Regions from separate parts of the Mus musculus genome. Here all the other regions are linked to region 4. The links are chromatin contacts, called in public Hi-C and promoter capture Hi-C maps. All regions are on one chromosome and are shown on one strand. The core of a region is the stretch at or near the end of the contact, and the rest is flanking DNA. Distances in the headings are between cores, read along the strand shown. Region 1 holds the start of A430005L14Rik (RIKEN cDNA A430005L14 gene). Region 2 holds the start of Pramel12 (PRAME like 12). Region 3 holds the start of Cep104 (centrosomal protein 104). Region 4 holds the start of Ubiad1 (UbiA prenyltransferase domain containing 1).

Region 1 (2,700 bases), core at 26-2,525, 5.5 Mb before region 4:
AGTTTGTGACACAGGAGGGAGAGGATAATAAACACATGGCCAGGCCACCTCCCGGGGCAGTTCTCATCCTGGAGGTACCAGTAAAAAACAACTGCTTATTCTGCAGAAACAGTATGTGAACCACGGTGAGATCACTACCTGCACGAAACAAAATGCCAGCTAAGAAAATCCATACCCAGAAAACCTGTCCTCTAAGATGAAGGTGAGAATAAAGGAATTTCCAGATGCAAATGGGTGTGTGTGTGGAGGGGGGAGGGGGTGTTGCTTTAGAACCACCGGGAGTTCTAGCTGAAGCTAAGGACCCAATCAGTAATCCAGGTACAAAGGGCACCCTCGACCCCCAAGGAAAGTCCCTAACATAAAATTATCTTAAACATACTTCTCTGAACAGGCAAAAGAGGCACGTGCTAGCAACAGGCAGGAACAAACAAAGGGGGAGGGTCCGAGGGGCCCTTGCTGGCCTGAGGAAGTGGCTGCAAAGGGTAAAGTAAGGATTGCAAGGCTGCACTGTCAACAGACAGCTAACGGAAAGTGGGAGAGAACCTCACAAGAGTTAGACCCTTCTGTGTCTCACTGGAACCGAGGCGCGCAAAGAAGTAAAAAACACAGCGGGGAACTATTAAACCTTAATAAAGTCTCCTTATGCAAGGGAGGGGCAGCAACCATGACCACTGACACGGGGAACAGTTATTGTCAGCCTCGCTACACACAAACGTCTGCGCAACGCAAGAGGCAGGGACGTCAGCCTGGACTTTGGCTAGCGGTGCAGGGCAGACACACTTCAGGCTAAGGGACTCACTGTCCCTGCCATGCTCGTTCGGCCAGAGACCCTTTGCAGCCGGGGTTTAGGTCCCAGTCACCCTAGCTCCCGTCCCACTGCCCGCCCTCAGCCCAGGTTACACACGACACAGGGGCTTGGCTGAGCTCGCTCGGCTGCAGCACGCCCATCTGTGGGCAGTGCGAGAGGCCAGGAAGCCCGGGCAGTAGCCCGCACGGCCGAGGGCAAAGCTCGGGTCCCGGTGGCCCTCACCCCGGGGAGCGAGCCTGGAGCCCCGCGCCTGGGGCGGGTGGAGGTGCCTGGAGTGCGGGTTCCCCTCCCAGGGGCGGGGCTCGAGGCGCCCGCCCCCCGCCGGCTCCCCTGGGAGAGTGCGGCTCGGCGGCGCGCACCCCGCCTGCGGGGGCCCCTCACCTTCCTGCTCCTCATGAGTGAGCGCCCCGGCCTAACGCTCCTCCGCCAAGTCTCAATCGCGCGGCTCTGAGCGCGCGCGCGGCGTCTGATGTCATCGCCACGTCACCAATCAGGGGCCGGCGTCTCCAGGTCACGTGCTCTCCGCGTGCAGAGCGGGCAGCGCGCGCCTCCCCGACGGACGGCGAGCCGCGGGCGGAGCGCCGGAAGCTGGGCAAGGTTCCCGCCACGCTGGGAAAGGGACGTCTCCTTCGCGCGGAGGCCCGCCCGTTTTGGCCGCCATGTTTGGGAAGGGCACATCCCTGGGACCCCCGTCGCCGCCATGTTTGAGAAGGGCGGCTGCCTTGCTGCAGGCCTGTGCTCTCGGGTCTCAGGCCACCTTCAGCTCGGGTTCCCCTTCACCCCGAGGGAGGCGTTAGACCGGCCTAGCTCTGCCATCTGCCGGCACCTCACAGTCCACGTGTGAACTCTATGGTGGGAAGAGAGAGGAGACTCTTGCTACGTATCCTCTGACAATTACTGACACTCCCGAGTTACTCCCCATCTCAATAAATATAATAACAAATTGTTAGCATTCTGTCTAAACTCCACCCACAATATGCTCCTCCCCACAGTTAACTGGCCTGACCCACTTTTATAGGGGCTGCTTGTCCCCTCCTCCCTCTCTTAGTCTTGCTTCCCTCTTGCTTCTCTTCCTTGCTCTTGCTCTCCCCTTCCCCATTCCCTTCCCTTTCCACTCTCTCCAAGTGCTCATAGCCATGGCTGGCCTCTACTTCTCTACTCTCTCCCTCTCTCTGCCTTTCTCTGCCTCAATTACCCTCTTAACTCCTGTCTACCTTGAATAAACTCTATTCTATACTATACCATCGTGTGGCTGCTCCCTCAGGAGGAAGGGATGCCTCAGCATGGGCCCGCTGAGACATTCCCTTCCTCTAAACCTCACCACACCCCTATAGGACATATTCTTTCTGTCTTTATCTTTTTATAAACACATCAATAATAATGATGATAAATATTATAATTAGCTTCAAATACACATGAAACCTTTGGCCTCAGCCTCTGGTCCTGCTGGACAGCCTGGACAGGTAACCCTGGTCGCAGAACTCACAAAATGAACCAGACAGACATCACTGTTTTGACATCTTAAGGGTGAGACCAGAGAGTAAACTGCTCTAGGGTTTGGTTTCCCTTACATCCTGGAAGTCCTTGTCCTCTGCTCTGCCTGACCAGCTCTCTCCAAGCCCACTCCTCTCTCTCTCCAAGCCTGCTCCTCTCTCCAAGCCCACTCCTCTCTTCAGTGCAATAAAAAGGAGACAAGCATGTAAAGATACCGTCTGCACTGCAGAGCTGCACAGGCTCCTCTGTCTTTAGAAAAGCCCCTCTAAGTATTACAGATGGATGGATCAGGCTGCTGGGAGATTAGGCTTTGGGCAGGGAGCCAAGCACCTTGCCGCTTCAGCATGCTGGTGCCCTCTGCTCACCTTCCTGGTTGGTGTTCCCTCCTCCTCAGCCTC
Region 2 (2,700 bases), core at 47-2,546, 5.0 Mb after region 4:
TCCAAACTCTAAGAAGATGGAATTAAAAGGATCAGATAAGACTATGTCTTCAAAATAAAATGAAATGAAAATTTTAAAATGTGAAGTCAGATATGATGAGACTACATGTGAATTCTACCATATTCTGCATGTGACTCTGTCTCTAAAAAGAAAAATTAAAATAAGCCTTAAATATTGAATCATTAATTCAACATTCAGAGGGGTGAGGCAGTCTGAAGCCAACCTGAGCTAGACTAAGGCCCCATCTAAAAAAACAAAAACAAAAACAAAAAACAAAGAAAAAATTTAACTTGACACAAACCAAGGTATAATTCTAGATATTCCATTAACTTTCAGCTTGTAGTTCCAGCTTGGGGAGGCAGATGCAGAACTGCCAGGTAATTTAAAAGCACTCTTGGCTGATCTGCGTTCTAGGTGGGCCTGGGCAGCAAAGTAAGGTCATGCCTCAAATAAAATAAAATAATAAATGAAACCAGCAAATTAAGGTCGAAGATGATGGCAACCATCACTATTAGTAAACTCAATGCCTGCGATCTGTTCCTGGGAAGAGAAGAAATCAGAGTTCCTTTGGCATCTTGGGTCAAGTGGCCCTCAATCAAAACTGTGCCCTTCTGGAGGTGACTGACTTACCAGAAACAAGAACTGATGGCAGAACTCAGAATCCCAGCAGGCCCAGGCAGTCAGTCCAAGCTCGGACTCCAAGTGCTGGTGAGTGTCTTCCCGAGCTTCTCTAAAGCTTTTATAGCCATCTTCACTTCAAACTTCCGGCCTGAGGCGTTTTCATCCGTCTCGCACTTCCGGCCTGCAGCGTTTTCATCCGTATCTGTCTCGCACTTCCGGCCTGAAGTGTTTTAGCCGTATCCGGTCCCACACTTCCGGGTTCCGTTTTATACTTCCGGCCTGAAGCGGTTTTTATTTTTTTGTTTTTCGGCGGTTTGTTTTTTGTTTTTTGTTTTCTTTTTGGTCGCCCCTCCCCCGGCTCGGTCCGCGTATTCTGTCTCACATTTCCGGTTTGTAGTCCCGCCTGTCAACCACAAGCCGTCCTCTGATTGGATGACTGAGTTTCCGCCACGTCTGGGCGTTTTCTGTTTCTGTATTGATTGACAACATAGTCTCCGTGGAAAAGGAAAAAAAAAAAAGAAAGAAAGAAAAAAACAGCCGGGAAAACCGCGCACATCCGCGGAGAGGCAGATGCAGGCGGATCTCTGGGGAGGTAAAGCCAAATTCACGGAGATGAGGGAAAAAAATCCTGAAAGCCGCGGAAGCGGTTCACGCCCTTAATCCCAGAACTCCTGTGAGCGATTCAGGCGGATCCCTGTGACGTCCGGAGCAGCCTGCTCTACGTAGAGCTCCAATACAGCCAGGACTACATAGTGAAACTCTGACTCAAAAAATAATAATTTAAAAAAAAAAACTGAGATTCCGTGAAAGTCAAAAGCCGATGCGTTAATTCACTTCATTCAATTTGTTTTCTGTATTTGCTTTACTTATTTATTTTCTTGTTAATTCACTTGGTTCTGCATTTCTTTCATGAATGAAAAAATAATAAACTAAGGACATGGCTGCTTCTAAGTATGGTGGAGGAGGAGGTTTATTGTAGGGGAAAAGGGAAGCATAGGCAGACAGCTGGGGGAGTTCAGAGTGGACATAACCCCTGAGCCATAAGACCCGGGTGCTGTGGCCAAAAGGTAAAAAGGGGGCAGGTAACTAAAATGGCTGGGTTATATAGAGAAGGGCAACACAAGCTGGAGAATTTGGGGTAGAAGGTGGAGTGTGCCAGCCATACCCTGTAACAAGGGGTACTGGGAGAACGTGGCAGCCTGGTCCACATTGATATGTTAAATAGGCACCTCAGCCATTTATTTGAGACTTAGAGTTTCAGAGGTGGAATCTTGCTCAGTACCTAAGGTTGATTTGGAACTCCAACTCTTAGCCAGTCTCCAGTCTCCACCTTCCTCTGGGGTTGAGCCAAGAGGAAGTTGTGAGCCAACATACCTGGCGGAATTGTATTCATTTGTGGCCCACTTAGTTCTAAGTATGAGTCACTGGGGATAGGAGTTTTAATCTGTGCCTGACGAATAGACATTTCTTAAAGCTGATATTATTATTGGCAAAGTTACGAATATGTTCTGGATCAGGGCCTGAGCTGGATGCTCTCTACCAGTCATCTGCTGTGGCATCTTCTCAGAAGGCAGGAAGATGTTCCCATTAATACTGCAGTAAGTGGCCTGGGAAGAAAGCTCAGTTTATAGAACAGTTGCTGCCCAGTATTCTCAAAGGTGCACTGTCCAGCAAGCACTGCATGCACCAGACAGACACTGTGGGGCATACTTGTAATCTCAGAACTAAAAAGTTAAGAGTTAGGAGGATCAGTTCAAAGTCATTTTTCCCCAAGCTTCATTGCCGGCCCAGGCTATATAGACCCTTACTCTCAAACGATGAAGAAACTTGCCTTTGAGAACAAAGGTTTTCCACATTAGGTTTTCCAGAAGGTAGAAGATGCTTCAGAAAGTGTCAGCCAGCACACTGGCTAGAGAACATGCAATAGAGAGTGGGGGCTGTGGGGTGGGTGAAATGGCTCATAGGTAAGGAGACCTGCCACAGCACTAGACTATTGGGTTCAGTCACACACTTAAGTGCTGGAAGAAGAAAACTGACTCTTGGGCTTGCCCTCTGACCTCCACATACACCCACAGACAT
Region 3 (2,700 bases), core at 103-2,602, 5.5 Mb before region 4:
CAAGAGGGCAGCACGGTATGAAGGATTACTGGATTCCACCCTTCTTCCTTATCTCTATTCCAGATGGGTACAACTGCCCGTTCAACCTATGCTCCTGTCAAGACAAACATTCTTTAAATCCAACTTTGATCACCCCTCTCCAGGTCTTAATTTTAAAACCCTAGGCAGCCCCATTGTAGGAGTAGAAGTGCTAATTATGACCGGACACCTTGTTTCCCCAGTCTCCATTCTTGTCTTGGATTTTTTTTTTGTTTGTTTTTATTTTTGGGACAGAGTCTCTTATTTAGGCCTGACTGGCCTAGAACTTGTTATGTAGTCTAGACTGGCCTCAAACTCACAGAGATTCTCCTGCCTCTGCATCCCAAGTACTAGGATTAAAGGTATGTGACACTATGCCCGGTTATGACTTGAATTCTAGAGAATAGTCAAATCTAACGAACTTCTCCAGTGCCTTGACCAGACCCTGTGTCTTCAAGAGCCCGTGTCAGGTGTGGTAGTGCATGCCTTTGATCCCAGAACTTGGAGGATCTCGGAGTTTGAGGTCAGTATGGTCTATATGTAGTAGTTCTAGGGCTACACAGTGAGACAGTCTCAAAAAAAAAAAAAAAAAAACAAAAACCAAAAAACAAGCAAGCAAACAAACAAACAAACAAAAATCAGGTCTGTCTACCTCGTCTCTGTGGTGCATAGAACAGAATGTTAACAGCAGATACAAGTGTATGCCCAATAAAACTAAAACAAAGTACGGGTACTGAAGATCCCTGCAGGAGGGCTGTGGGGGCAGCGTGGCCAAAACACTGGGGCCTCAATAAGGACATCTACAAAATGTACATTTTCAGCCGATGCACTCACTGGAGCCCTTCCACCTCCTGTTCCTTCCCGCCTCACAAAGCCCACCACAGATCTGGATCTGTGCAATGCTGTGTTACTAGCTGGTTACCACAGGCGGCTGGTGTTCCAGCTGCCACTAGGGCAGCCACAGCCAGCAGTGTCAATTGACATTTACCCTAGCATTGCTTATAAACTAAGCCCCAACTCTTCTATTTTTGGTTATGAACTTACCCTGTCATCTTTCCAACCAGAAACCCGAACTCAATGTAGCAACTTCCAAACATTTTGTTACAAGGATATGAAAAGTGTTTCCAGTTTTCTTTTCAAGAAAACGTAAATGTTACAATATTAAGTAATGATCTGGGGCCAAGTAATTTTAAGGACTGAGAGTGCTTTAGAGAATCTTAACGCTTAAAAAGCACAACAAACCAAACCCAGCGAACAAACAAAACCCCCAAACGACACGGATCGAAGTGTAGCCTACCCGGAGCCAGAGCTACAGTCTTTAGTCTCGTGGCAACTGCTCCTGTTCAGTAACGCATGCAGACGAGGACAAGGCGGGGCTCGAATCCGATTCCGGACACGAAGGCTGAGATGCGCTGCAGGGAGGCCTGGAACAGGCACTGGCCGCGCAGTCCCTCCAAGGCCAGGTGTCAGGGAGCCTCCGCCCCGGGTGCCTGCCGAAGACCGAGGCCACGCAGGGTCACAGAGCGCCGCGGAAACGACCAGGCGGGGCCGCTGCGATGTCGGCCTCCGCTATCTTCGGAGGGGTCTCGGTCCAGCCGCCCCCACCCCGGGCCTCTGAGGAGGGCAGCAGAGGAGCAGCCCGGGCTGCCTCTGCCCAGGGCCCGGGCCGCAGCTGCGCTCCCATAGCAACCAGGCCGGCCCGCGCGGTACGCCTGCGCGTCCGCCCGCCGGCGCCTGCGTGCGCATCCAGGCCTCGAGGATTCTGGCTGGGGACAGGTCCTGCAGTCGGACGTTTCCGGTTGCACCTACCTACGTAGAGAAAAGAGTTCCGGGCCGCGTCTACGCACCACAGTTCCGGGCAGGAACGTTACAAGTCCAGTGTCGCTACGGTACCGCAGCCCTGCAATGTGCGCGGTGCTCCGCCAACCCAAATGCGTCAAGTTGCGAGCCCTACATAGCGCCTGCAAGTTCGGCGTGGCGGCCCGGAGCTGCCAGGAGCTGCTGCGTAAGGGCTGCGTCCGCTTCCAGGTGGGTCTTGCATTCCGGGCAAGCACTGCGCGGCGGGCACCTTGGCTTCCACCCCTACGATTTCCATCCTCTTGGGTGGGCTTGGACAGGCGCTAGGCTTCTACAGTACGCAGAGCTGGCTGTCTGGAAGCCAAGACTGTTGTGGGACAAGCTGATCTTCTTGTCCTCCAGCTCCCGATGCCCGGTTCCCGGCTGTGCCTGTACGAAGATGGCACGGAGGTGACGGACGACTGCTTCCCGGGCCTTCCCAACGACGCTGAGCTCCTATTGCTCACCGCTGGCGAGACCTGGCATGGCTGTGAGTAGGAACACTTTGGAGATGGGAGGGACCTACACGGTTTAAAGCCTCGTCGAGGGGCCCGGGCAGGAACCCAGAAGATCTGGTTAAAGGCTCTGAATGCCAAAAGCTTTTGCTGAAGAACTTTGATTTTAATTTTGAAACTGCCAAGGGCAAGGGAAGGATTGAGACTGGGGTCGGTGCTGCTGTGCTGTGCTGTGCTGTGCTGTGGTGTGCTGTGCTGTGCTGTGGTGTGCTGTGCTGTGCTGTGCTGTGCTGTGCTGTGCTGTGCTGTGGTGTGCTGTGCTGTGCTGTGGTGTGCTGTGCTGTGCTGTGCTGTGGTGTGCTGTGCTGTGCTGTGCTGTGCTGGGTTGGGC
Region 4 (2,726 bases), core at 196-2,695:
GACTAAAAGGCATGTGCCACCTTGCCTGGCCTAACATCTGTGTGGGTTTTTTGTGGTTTTTAATTTTTCCTGATCATTTATTTTTTAAAATTCACTTTACATCCCCATCGCAGCATCCCCTCCCTCCAACATTTCAACTCTCGTTGAGTACCAGCTGTTCTTTCACAGGACTCAGGGGCAGTTCCCACGTTAGGATGTTCACAAAAGCCTGCAGGGTGTAGGGTTGGGATGTAGCTCAGATAGTAGATTATCTGCCTAGCATGTGGAATCCCCAGCACCCCATAAAACCAAGTGTGGGTGAATGCTTGTAATTCCAGCACTCAGGGAGTTGGAGGAGATTCAAGGTTGGATCAAAATTTCAAGGTCATTATGGGCTACATTGCCAATTTCTAGCCAGCCTGAGCTATATAGGCCCCTGCCATTTTATTATTGGATTTTTTATGAATAGGTGTTTTGCCTGTATATATGTATATCTAGTGTGATCTTCTTGCATGTATGCATGCCTGGTGCCTTTAAAGGCCAGAATAGGGGGTCAGATCCCCTGGAACTGGAGATACAAGCAGTTGTGAGCTCTTGGGGGTGCTAGGAATCAAACCCTGTTCTTTGGAAGGGCAGCTAATGCTCTTAACCGCTGAGCCATCAGTCCTGGCCCTGTCTCCAGAAACAAAGCAAAAAACCATGTAGGTCTTTACATCTTAGTACACAGAAAGCTTCCTACTTCTTTTTCTTCCAGCTATACATACATGTTCCATCACATAGTACCGCATTTTCTTTTCCAAGCTCTTGGCTTATGAACACTTCTCTTTTCTTCTTTCGGTCTCTCCTCTCTTCCCTTCCATTTCCTTTCCTTTCTCCTTCCCTTCCCTCTTCTCCATCTCCTTTTTGCAGGGTGGTGGTGGCACACACCTTTAATCTTACTCAGCTCCTGGGAGGCAGAGGCAGGTAAATCTGAGTTCGTGGCCAGCCTGGTCTACAGCGTGAGTTCCAGGACAGCCAGGGCTACATACACTGAGAAACTTTGTCTTGAAAACCGAAAACCAAACAAAAAGATAATCTCACGAAGCTTGAGTTGGCTTCAAACTCACTATATAATAAGGGATGTCCTTGAATTCTCTTCCTGTCGTCGTCTCCCAAGTTCTAGGGCCATAAGGATGCACCACCAGCCCAGCAATGCGCACAATACTTTCAACGTAGGATGTATTGGGGTAACCACAAATGAGTCTTATTTCTTATTTCAGTAAGTGAACCTGCCCAGTATAACGCAAAGCGACACGCCCTGAAATCCCAGGAGGGCTAAACAGCTGCTTCTTTCCAGTGACTTGCTTTTAGCTAATTTGTTGAACCTGGGCTCTGGCCTTTGACCACACCCCTCTCCGACCACGCCCCTCGCCGGCCTTCACCGGGCCCTGCCCGCCCCAGGTCCGAGTTTCCGGGCCGGCCTCCTGAGGCCGACGCACAAGATGGCGGCGCCGTCCGCCCGATAGGGGTTGCGGGCTGAGGCGGGTTATTGAGTTGTGGCACGGGGGAAGCGACCCCAGACAGGCTTCGCTCAGGTGACAGGTGGGCGGGCAGCGCCGCTGGCCCCGTGGCGGTGCATGGCCTGGTTGCTGTCTTCAGTTTTCCCCGCCTCCCAAACCCTGACCGGGGGCGGAACCAGAGAAAGGTCAGGCCAGGCTGTCCCGCCTGTCTCCGTCCTGGGGCGGTCCCCTTGAGTGGCTCACTTTTAGAATTGACTTTAGCCACGTGTAGCTTCCATGGCTGCGGTACAGGCCCCGGGGGAGAAGATTAATATCCTGGCAGGAGAGACAGCCAAGGTCGGGGACCCGCAGAAGAACGAATGGCCCGAGCAGGACAGGCTTCCCGAACGATCCTGGAGGCACAAGTGCGCCTCCTACGTGTTGGCCCTGAGGCCCTGGAGCTTCAGTGCCTCACTCACCCCTGTGGCCCTGGGCAGTGCCTTGGCCTACAGGTCTCAGGGTGTCCTGGATCCCAGGCTGTTGTTGGGTTGTGCAGTGGCTGTCCTGGCTGTACACGGGGCCGGCAATTTGGTCAACACATACTATGACTTTTCCAAGGGCATTGACCACAAAAAGAGTGATGACAGAACTTTGGTGGACAGAATTCTGGAGCCCCAGGATGTTGTTCGATTTGGAGTCTTCCTCTACACCTTGGGCTGCGTCTGTGCTGCTTGCCTCTACTACCTGTCCGCTCTGAAATTGGAACACTTGGCTCTCATCTACTTCGGAGGCCTGTCTGGCTCCTTTCTCTACACAGGAGGTAAGAATTGGCCTGTTTCCTGCTCTAAGGTCCCAGTTGCCTAAACTGGAAACTGCTACCTTCCATAGGAATGGTAGACGTGTCAAAGACGCCTTACTAAAGTAGGCCACTTGACTGGAAATCCAAAATGTGTGTATCGTGGATACTTTGAAACCTTAAGTTGTGAAAATACTGGTTTGGCAGTGGATTATGAACACTGCTCCCCCGATGGAGACATGGCTTAGCCTTTAAGATCTCTTACTGTGGGCTGGAGACCCCCCTACAGTTGGCTTAGTGGTTAAGAGCACAGGCTGCTCTTCCACAGGTCCTGAGTTCAATTCCCAGCAACCACATGGTGGCTCACAGCCATCTGTAATGGGATCTGATTCCCTCTTCTGGCATGCAGGCTTACAGTGCAAACAGAGCATTCATGTACATAAAATACAGAAATAAATAAATGTTCATACTTA

The links. Promoter capture Hi-C pulls out the DNA fragments that hold promoters and counts their contacts. Hi-C and Micro-C count contacts between places; a contact is called where the count stands out from the background.
Region 1: a promoter capture Hi-C map of pre-B cells shows a contact between it and region 4. The contact joins the promoter of A430005L14Rik here to the promoter of Ubiad1 in region 4. A contact is called at or near these places in 1 of 39 promoter capture datasets (pre-B cells) and 1 of 484 Hi-C or Micro-C datasets (CD4 T cells).
Region 2: a contact with region 4 is called in a promoter capture Hi-C map of neutrophils, with 4 times the contacts expected there. The contact joins the promoter of Pramel12 here to the promoter of Ubiad1 in region 4. A contact is called at or near these places in 5 of 39 promoter capture datasets (cranial neural crest, frontonasal cranial neural crest, liver and 2 more).
Region 3: a Hi-C map of muscle stem cells shows a contact between it and region 4, with 4 times the contacts expected there. The contact joins the promoter of Cep104 here to the promoter of Ubiad1 in region 4. A contact is called at or near these places in 2 of 39 promoter capture datasets (liver and pre-B cells) and 3 of 484 Hi-C or Micro-C datasets (B cells, CD4 T cells and muscle stem cells).

Annotation. Positions count from the first base shown.
Region 1 is chr4:153,955,812-153,958,511 of GRCm38.p6, reverse strand. A430005L14Rik (RIKEN cDNA A430005L14 gene) reads right to left here and starts at 1,275. Exons shown (of 4, transcript NM_175287.4): 1 at 1,190-1,275. The coding sequence starts at 1,204.
Region 2 is chr4:143,411,022-143,413,721 of GRCm38.p6, reverse strand. It overlaps Pramel12 (PRAME like 12), which reads right to left and starts at 1,296. Exons shown (of 5, transcript NM_172877.3): 1 at 631-1,296.
Region 3 is chr4:153,974,213-153,976,912 of GRCm38.p6, reverse strand. Cep104 (centrosomal protein 104) reads right to left here and starts at 1,352. Exons shown (of 22, transcript NM_177673.2): 1 at 1,316-1,352. Dffb (DNA fragmentation factor, beta subunit) reads left to right here and starts at 1,832. Exons shown (of 7, transcript NM_007859.4): 1 at 1,832-2,046; 2 at 2,218-2,344. The coding sequence starts at 1,924.
Region 4 is chr4:148,443,479-148,446,204 of GRCm38.p6, reverse strand. It overlaps Ubiad1 (UbiA prenyltransferase domain containing 1), which reads left to right and starts at 1,445. Exons shown (of 2, transcript NM_027873.3): 1 at 1,445-2,277. The coding sequence starts at 1,755. It also overlaps the pseudogene Gm23303.